Linked DNA regions of Gasterosteus aculeatus: region 1 is linked to region 2. Evidence: chromatin contacts called from public Hi-C data. All regions are on one chromosome and are shown on one strand. Each heading gives the region's core, a stretch centred on a gene start, on an enhancer-like site or on the middle of the called end of the contact. The rest is flanking DNA. Distances are from core to core; before and after follow the strand shown.

Evidence for each region. A called contact is a pair of places that touch in the nucleus more often than the background predicts.
Region 1: a Hi-C map of blood and trunk muscle shows a contact between it and region 2, with 4 times the contacts expected there. The contact joins the enhancer-like site here to the promoter of efnb1 in region 2. A contact is called at or near these places in 6 of 6 Hi-C or Micro-C datasets (blood and trunk muscle, liver, skeletal muscle and 2 more).

What each region holds. Positions count from the first base shown.
Region 1 is chr4:15,444,828-15,448,555 of fGasAcu3.hap1.1, forward strand. No RefSeq gene overlaps it. Among protein-coding and RNA genes, the nearest start is that of LOC100359388, 11 kb to the right of the region's middle. Within about 2 kb of position 1,569, at least 5 of the 9 cell types and tissues checked have open chromatin away from gene starts, as enhancers often do.
Region 2 is chr4:15,362,027-15,365,985 of fGasAcu3.hap1.1, forward strand. efnb1 (ephrin-B1) reads left to right here and starts at 1,613. Exons shown (of 5, transcript XM_040175606.2): 1 at 1,613-3,035. The coding sequence starts at 2,854.

The DNA.
Region 1 (3,728 bases), core at 319-2,818, 83 kb after region 2:
GGTACCGCCCCTTCCGGGGTAATGTGGGTAGTCTGGGAGCACAAGAAGGGGAAGTTGAGTTCTGACTAAAATGATGACCGGGTGTTGTGGAATGGCGTGGCTGTGGCCGACAACAGGCAACAATAAACCCGAGTGATAAGAAACTGGCTCTTTATTGACACGGAACGTTACAATAGTACGTGTATGTGTGTGTGTGTGTGTGTGTGTGTGTGTGTGTGTGTGTGTGTGTGTGGCAGCTGTGCCTGCCCTAGGGTGTTCCAAAAAGCACGGCCACAGAAAAGGAAGGACCTTACTTGAAATATGCACACATACAGTGTGAGCGAGAGGGGCGGACATAAAGGGGCAGCATCGTCGCAACACGTCGTTTGAAGGATCGGTACCGACAGAGCAAATGTTCCTGGTCCGGCTTTCGCCTGCTCCGACACACAGATACGTGCATCCTTCCTTCGGTGAATGGAGCGCCGCCAACACGCTCACCGGCTCACGCAGAGAAAAAGAAAAACCAAGCGAGGGGGAGCCGGCTGAGGGAAGGGGGGAAATCTGTCCTGTGATGGCTGTAAATGAGGGCCCTGGCGGCGCTGTCACATCGCGTTTGGCTGAGACTGGGAGGAGGTGGGGGGGGGGGGGGGGGCATGGACACTGTTTACAGATAATGAACTTGGGGGAGATGGCTGGAGCATGGGCAGACACTGATTGTGTCACAGCTAGTGGTGTTCCACTGCTCCCCCAGCGACAGATACAAGGCAAAAAGGAGCGAGAGGAGAGTCAACTGAGTGCAGAGAAGGAGGGAGAAAGAGAAGCCTAGAAGGCGACGTTCGAGATGGAAACACAGCAAGGGGAACGAGACGAGGCCCGCAAGCAAAAACATCCGAGCGTTTATTCTAATTAGAGCCAGCTAATGTGTCTCCAGGTATGGAGGCCGTCGGCGCTTCTCTGTGAGTAATCCATAGCACGCGTGGTCCCTTCGTACGTGGTTGACAGCTCACTGTTCGTAGGGTGTAACGCGGCCTCCTCGCCCGCTCCGTGTGTTCAAACAGGGTGATGCACGGTTACTCCTTCAGTCTGCACCCCACCCCCCCAAAGTGCCGCATCCATCCGCCCACCCAACCCCGCCACCCTTCCTCGAAGGACTGTTTTCTCCAGCCTCCCGTCGAGGTGATGAACGTGATCTCTCACTCTGATCATCTGTCTTTCGTAAAACACACGGAATCCGACATAAAAGGATTAATCCTGCTCGTGGGAGACAGAGCCAAATGTATAGATTTATAATTCCACACTCGAGTTCCCCGCCTTGTTTTAATGCTTCATAAACACTTGGTGTTTTCAGGTCTCTGTTCCAATAAAAACAGAGAGCGCGGGGGTGTAATATGTGGAGCTGGGGGAAATTAAAGCTGAAGTTCCTCTCCTCCTCAGTGCTTTCCCAGATCTCCCCCCCCCTCTCCCTCTCCCTCTCTCTCTCTCTCTCTCTCTCTCTCTCTCTCTCTCTCTCACACACACACACACACACACACACATGCACCCAGTTAATCAGCAGCCCAGAGAGAAATCTAAGACCACATCTACACCCAGTGGAAGGAACCTGATACAACCACATCCCCCCCCCCCCCCCCTCCCTTCTCTTCCACCATTCCCCCCCGTTCTCTTAATCATCAACACACACACATGCTCCTCCTGCCGATAAATCAGACGCAAGGTTCAGTATGATTACCTAAAGTTAATGAAGACTGAAAGCGATCTTGAACGCGGTTACCACGGAGACGAAGTCTTTGAAAGCGGAGGGCATAAGAAAAGCCTTTTTTTTATTATTTCTTTTTCCATTTCTGCCTCCGCTGCTATTTCCAAAAGTCGTTTTCACTGTGCGGTGACAAACATAACCCTTCTGACTTGTGGAAAAATAAATCATACTTTCAAGTGAAGACAAATGCCTTCTCCGTTGGGAGTAGCCTCGGGCTGTAGTCATAATGGTCTCTCTCTCTCTCTCTTTCTGCCTCCCCCCTCCCTCGTTCTCCTCCTCTCTTTTTCTGTTTGTCTCAGAGCAGGGAGTTTCCTGATCTAGTTCTGAATGTCCACCCAAAACGACCTTACAGGGCAGATCAGGTGTATATTCCTGTTTTAAGACTTTATTTCATGGGAAACCTGGAAGAAAAGCGGCTCCTCAGCCGCAATATGGAAAGGAAAACTAATCAGGAAGATCTTTGCAAAAACATGTAGCGCTTCGTTAACCAAAAGGTTCCCCGGCAGGACCTTTGGACCTTCTGTTGCATGTTGTAACTCTCTCTCTCCCCTCAATTTCTTTACTGTTATTTCTTAAATGAAAGCCAGATCGAATCTTTCTCACTTATGGTGATGTGATCTCACACAAAAATCATGGCCGTCTGTCTGTGTCTGTGTGTGTGTGTGTGTGTGTGTGTGTGTAAGTGTTGGTCCCGGCTCGGGCCCGGGTCCGGCTTGGGACAGGCCAGCTGCAGGAGTCTGTCTCCCCTCCTTGGTGCTATCGGGTTGCTTCTCCTTCTCCTTGAGCCCATTACACAGGCCTCTTTATGCTGCGCTAAAAGCTGCTCATGTTCAAACACTCCTGGGAAAAGCTCCTTAAAAACACGTCAGGAAGAGAGGCCCTGTCTGGTAAAATATTAATAGGAAGTTAATTGGTTGTTAATGGACTGGTGCTTGGGTCGGAATGGCCCTCCACTGGACAGGCCACAGAAACGATCCATTCAGGGGTGTCACCTTACCGCCTCTTTTCTAATTGTTTTCCGGTCACTGTAGCCGTGAGTTGCGGTGTTAAAAACATCATCGCTGGAGTTTTATGGAAGGTCCTGCAAGAAGAATTGAGCCACGTGCCAACCGCAATTCCACACGAGCGGGAACATTATGGGTGTTCGGTTACTTGGGCGTCAAGTTTTCTTCCCTTTTAAAAAATAATTGATGGTTGTTTTCCTTTGTGTTTTATTCTCGCACATCCAGAGCAACGATTGAACTCCCGTTAAGTCTTTCCTTAATCTCCACATGAGGGAATAGTTTCAACTTTTGTTGTTTGTGGTCAGCGCGTTTGTGCTCTCTGCGGTCACCGCTATCCACCGGGAGAGAAATCCCCCTTCTGCTGGAGTAGGCATGTAATATTGATGCAGAGCAGACTCGGAGAAAACACAGGAATCAAATGGAATCCAAACGAAGTTCAAATGTCGACATCAACGCATTCATTTTTAATCATTGCAAAGCTACGGGCCGCCGATCTTTTTAAGGGGAAGCCACATGGGCATGAGAAGCTGGGAATATTTAGAAATACGAGATAAACGTGCCCTTCAAACCCAACTCTGTTCAGCTCCAATTCACTTAAGAGAGCAACAAATACTTGTTGAAAGAGGTTGTCCAGGAAATGGGAGTTAAAATGGCGGTAGAGGTTACCCGGGCAGACTGCTTTTTAGTTTTACAGGCTTTTAAATTGTAAAAACAAACCGGTCTTCAAAGATATGCCATTTTCTCTACAGCTCTAATGTACATGCATTGTAAACATGGTTAAAACATGTATACTTTTCCTATGAATAAGAATAAGATATGATTTTTTTTATTAGTGTATTCTGGTGAGGTTTTCCTTCCAAGTTTCTTACCATTTGAGCCCCAAAGCTGCCTTTGACGACAATACACCCCTCATTAACTCGTCCCCTTCGATTTGACCTCCCCTCTTGCGACTGGCCATTTAACGGTGACCCCGTGCAGATATCGAGTGA
Region 2 (3,959 bases), core at 363-2,862:
GATAAATCTTTACGACCATTGGGATTTTTGCTCTAAGAGGTGGACATTTGTGTTCAAACGTGATGATAAATGTCTCAAAAATGTACGCCATTAGCATTGGTTACACACGTTCGTCTCCCCTTCGGGATGAACTCAGAAAAACATCATCAAAATCATCATTAATGAGGATAATCTTTTGTTTCTGCCCGACTCCATTTTGAATCTGAAGAGCGTGTGTGAGCTTGTGTGGTATCAAAGTACATTCAAGCTATTTATAGAGGAAGTAATCACAGCCACCTATACACATTAACATGATGACCTCATTTCTTGAAAATGCCATTATCTCATAGGTGGCTGTCTGGAGAGGGGGGAATAAATCAAACTGCCTTCTGCGTGTTTGACAGAACGTGAAACTTGCTCAATGCTTTCCTTTGTCCTTACATGTACTCCACTTGGTAGAGCTTTTATGTCTTGGTAGAATAGCGTGGATGATCCAATACCGGATGCTGTATATGGTGATGAGTTTGTCCTCTGCCACGTGCACTGTTCTCAAGGCAAAGGTCCGCGTTGTGTTGTGCTTGGCTCATGATGTGTTTTGAATTCCGCTGCTTCCCAAGCTGCGGTTGGATGAATCTCTTCCAACAACAGCACGCTACATCGATACCGTCGTCCTCGTTGGGCCGAAGCTCCTATTGACCGCTGAGCTCGGGCCCTTCTTCTCCCCCAAAGTTGCACAAAGGAGGCGTCTCATTGGCTCGCCGTGGATCGGGGCTCTATCCGTGACTGAGGTATCAGGTATCCCAGACGTCCCCACAGTCGGACGGGCACATGCCAGCTTTGTGCCAACCGGCCTGTGTTTGCTGGTTACTATGACAACTAAATTCAGGCACCATAAATCGTGTCTTAATTTCTCTTATCTCTCCTCTCTAATTATATTGAATCCAACCTTCTGTGTTCCATGAATCGATTTCGTCCCAGCCATTAGGGGGCGACATTGATTGAATTAATGCTCCAAAATTAAGAGAAACCCTCCCTCTCCCCTTATTTCTCTCTCTCTCTCTCTCTCTCTCTCTCTCTTTCCCACACACACACACACACACACACACACACACACACACACACACACACACAGACCCACAAAGGGGGCACAGACATGGACATGATCAATTATGTGTCAAGCATTTCTTCCTCAATGAATGAATGGCCCAATGACTATAGGCTACCGACCGTCTATTGTCTATGGACACTGGAGACTAAGTTCTCATGCAGTTCATTATCCCTAAAGGGGACAACTAGAAAGAGATCCAACGAGACCATTAATCATCATGCCTTTCACAGCGCATAGAAGGAAAGGACCAAAATAACAGTTGTCCTTTACAGTACATTCCAAAGATCATGTAAATGATGAGAGGCTTTAACGTTCAAGTATATTTATCGAGAGAAAATATTTCAAATTCCCTCTTCCCTCTACCTACCTACCTACCTACCACAGGCATAATTATAATTCCCTATTGCGAGGTTTTCATAGGGATATATTACAGGAATGTTACGGCATCCATGCTCAGTGCAGGATCTCCAGGGACAAGCAGGTCCTGGGCTTAAAGGGGACTTTTTTTTTTTTTTTTTTCCTCCAGTAGGCACTTTTACGCAGATACTCCAACAGCCTATCGCGCTCGTTTCCCCATCTCCACAGCTCTCAGTATGACGAATAACTCTAAAGTCCAATTCAATTTGGGTCGATGGCTCGGACCGACGTTTTTTTTATTTTTTTAAAGTGGAGGGATGGGGGGGGGGTGGAGATCCGGGGGTCAACCCAATAACAGACGCCCTCCCCTGGCAGCCCCTCCACGTCCCCATAAATAAATGCCTTCGCTTCCTGCATGCGAGTGGGGGCGGCGCGCTGTGATTGGCCGCCGCTCACCCGGTGGGCGGTCCCCGGCGTCGGTCCTCTCCGGCTCGGGTTACAGTTGAGCTCGAGCCGCTGCACTCAGCGGAGCGCAGAGTGGCTGGAGCGGGTTTTAAAAGAGAGAAATACACCGGCGTGGACGCGTTGACGAGCCGATTCAGAGCCACGGGAGCAGAACGATAGACTGATCTGACCTCAACCCGCCACTTCCCCCCCCCCTTTCCTTTTTAATGTTTGTTGGCCACCGAACAACAACAACGAAACACGACGTGCGGTTTAATTAACGCGGCGGTCACGCAGCACGTCCCCAAGCCGACTAGAGAGGCGACCCCGCGGGAGCGCAGCGCGCACGCGGAACGGCACCGGGACCCCCGCGAGGAATATTTACAATAGCAGCACAGTTCATTCGCGAGGAAGAATAGCAAAGGTTGAGGAGGAGGAGGAGGAGGAGGAGCGAAAGATAACAGTGGAATGAAGTGGACCTCGGGATTCCCGGCGCGCTGCGGAGTTGTGACTGACGGGTGAATGTGGCCATCTGTAGCTTGTGTACGGCGGCAGGTACGCGCACCATCGGCGCAGCTCTGAGAGGGACGCGACGCCTGCGCTTCGCCCAATTAAATCTCCAGATCGGAAAAGAAAAAACTATCCCACCGGTGAAGGATCTGTGCCATCGCGCATCGGGTCGCACCGCTGTCCGGTCCCCCCCCCCCCACTCGCACGAAAGGACGCGACGGGCCGCGTTGCCTCAGCCACGGGTCAAGCGGGACACTGAGGGGTTCTGCTCGTCCCACGGACAGTTTACGCTAGGACGCCCGGGAGGTCTGGAGCAGGTTTTCTTTTAAAAAAAGGAGGAGGAGGAGGAGGAGGGAGAGAAACAGCGGTTGGACAGAAGGACATGTATCTGATCACGACCTCTCATGCTCCCGACTGATCGCTGCTCACCTTCCCACCGGGCGAACCACAACTGAATGCTCGCGCGCACCGGTCCGACGCTCCGAGACCCCTTTTGGCTCACTGTCCGCGCACCGATCGCAATGGCGGGACTCGGCTGTTGGAAGCATTGCCTCTGGATCTTTATTTTAATGTGCAGGACGGCGTTAACCTCGACCAAATCGCTGGAGACTATAATCTGGGGCTCGCAGAATTCCAAGTAAGTCTCGTATTTCATGTTGTACCGGCGAGCCAAAAGTCGCTGGGTGCGCGCGCGCGTAATGGAGGACTGGCATTACTGGAAAAGTTACCATCGTGTGCGAGCTGCGTTAAATGTTCAGTTGGGTCCCTTCAATGTGGCCCTTGGAAAAGGGCGAGCACAATCTGTTTGCTTGTTCACCGTGTTGCTGTTGAATTATTTCCCGGCGGGGGGGTAAAGAAACACGGAATGTGCAGTGTTCTGCAATTTACAGTGGACCTTGCTATAATTGATGGTTAATCATAAGAACGTATGGTTATATTCACGCCCTCCTTTTTATAACCAGACACGGGTAAAGTCTGCCTATCTCCGCAGAGCTGTGCGAGCTTGTCCACTTCTTTCCTCGTCATTTCTTTCTAATTGGTGCAATTTGCCGAGTGGGTGACACAGGTCGTGGAAAGCTTGCCAAGTGTGCCAAGGTGTGGTTCAGGTCGCTGGATCCAGGACGATTGTCCTCTCAGGGCCCTAAACGTGGGCTACTTGGCTTCATTGTGTGCGTGAGGGCCACGCTGAGTCTCAACTCTCCCTAAGTTGGATTTGGATTTTTCCCACATATTTACGGGGGCGAGATGGTTTCACGTATCAGACGAGGAAATGCTCAGGAGATATTGAAATGTTCTGTTAAAAATTCTGGCTAAGTTTCTCAGCTGAAGCCAGACTATTTTTTTTCTTCTTCTTCCTTTTCTTTCCTTCTCTTAAAGATTCATTTTACTCCCATCAAACCAAGTAAAAAGGGAGCCCAGACTGCTGATAATAAAAAACACTCTGGTAACAATTATCACCCACTTAGACTTGACTCCCACACTTGCAAGGTGTTTGAAAGCGTTCATAAGGGGAAAATAATATAAATGGAGGGGAGAGGGCGAGAGAGGGGGAGAGAGAAAA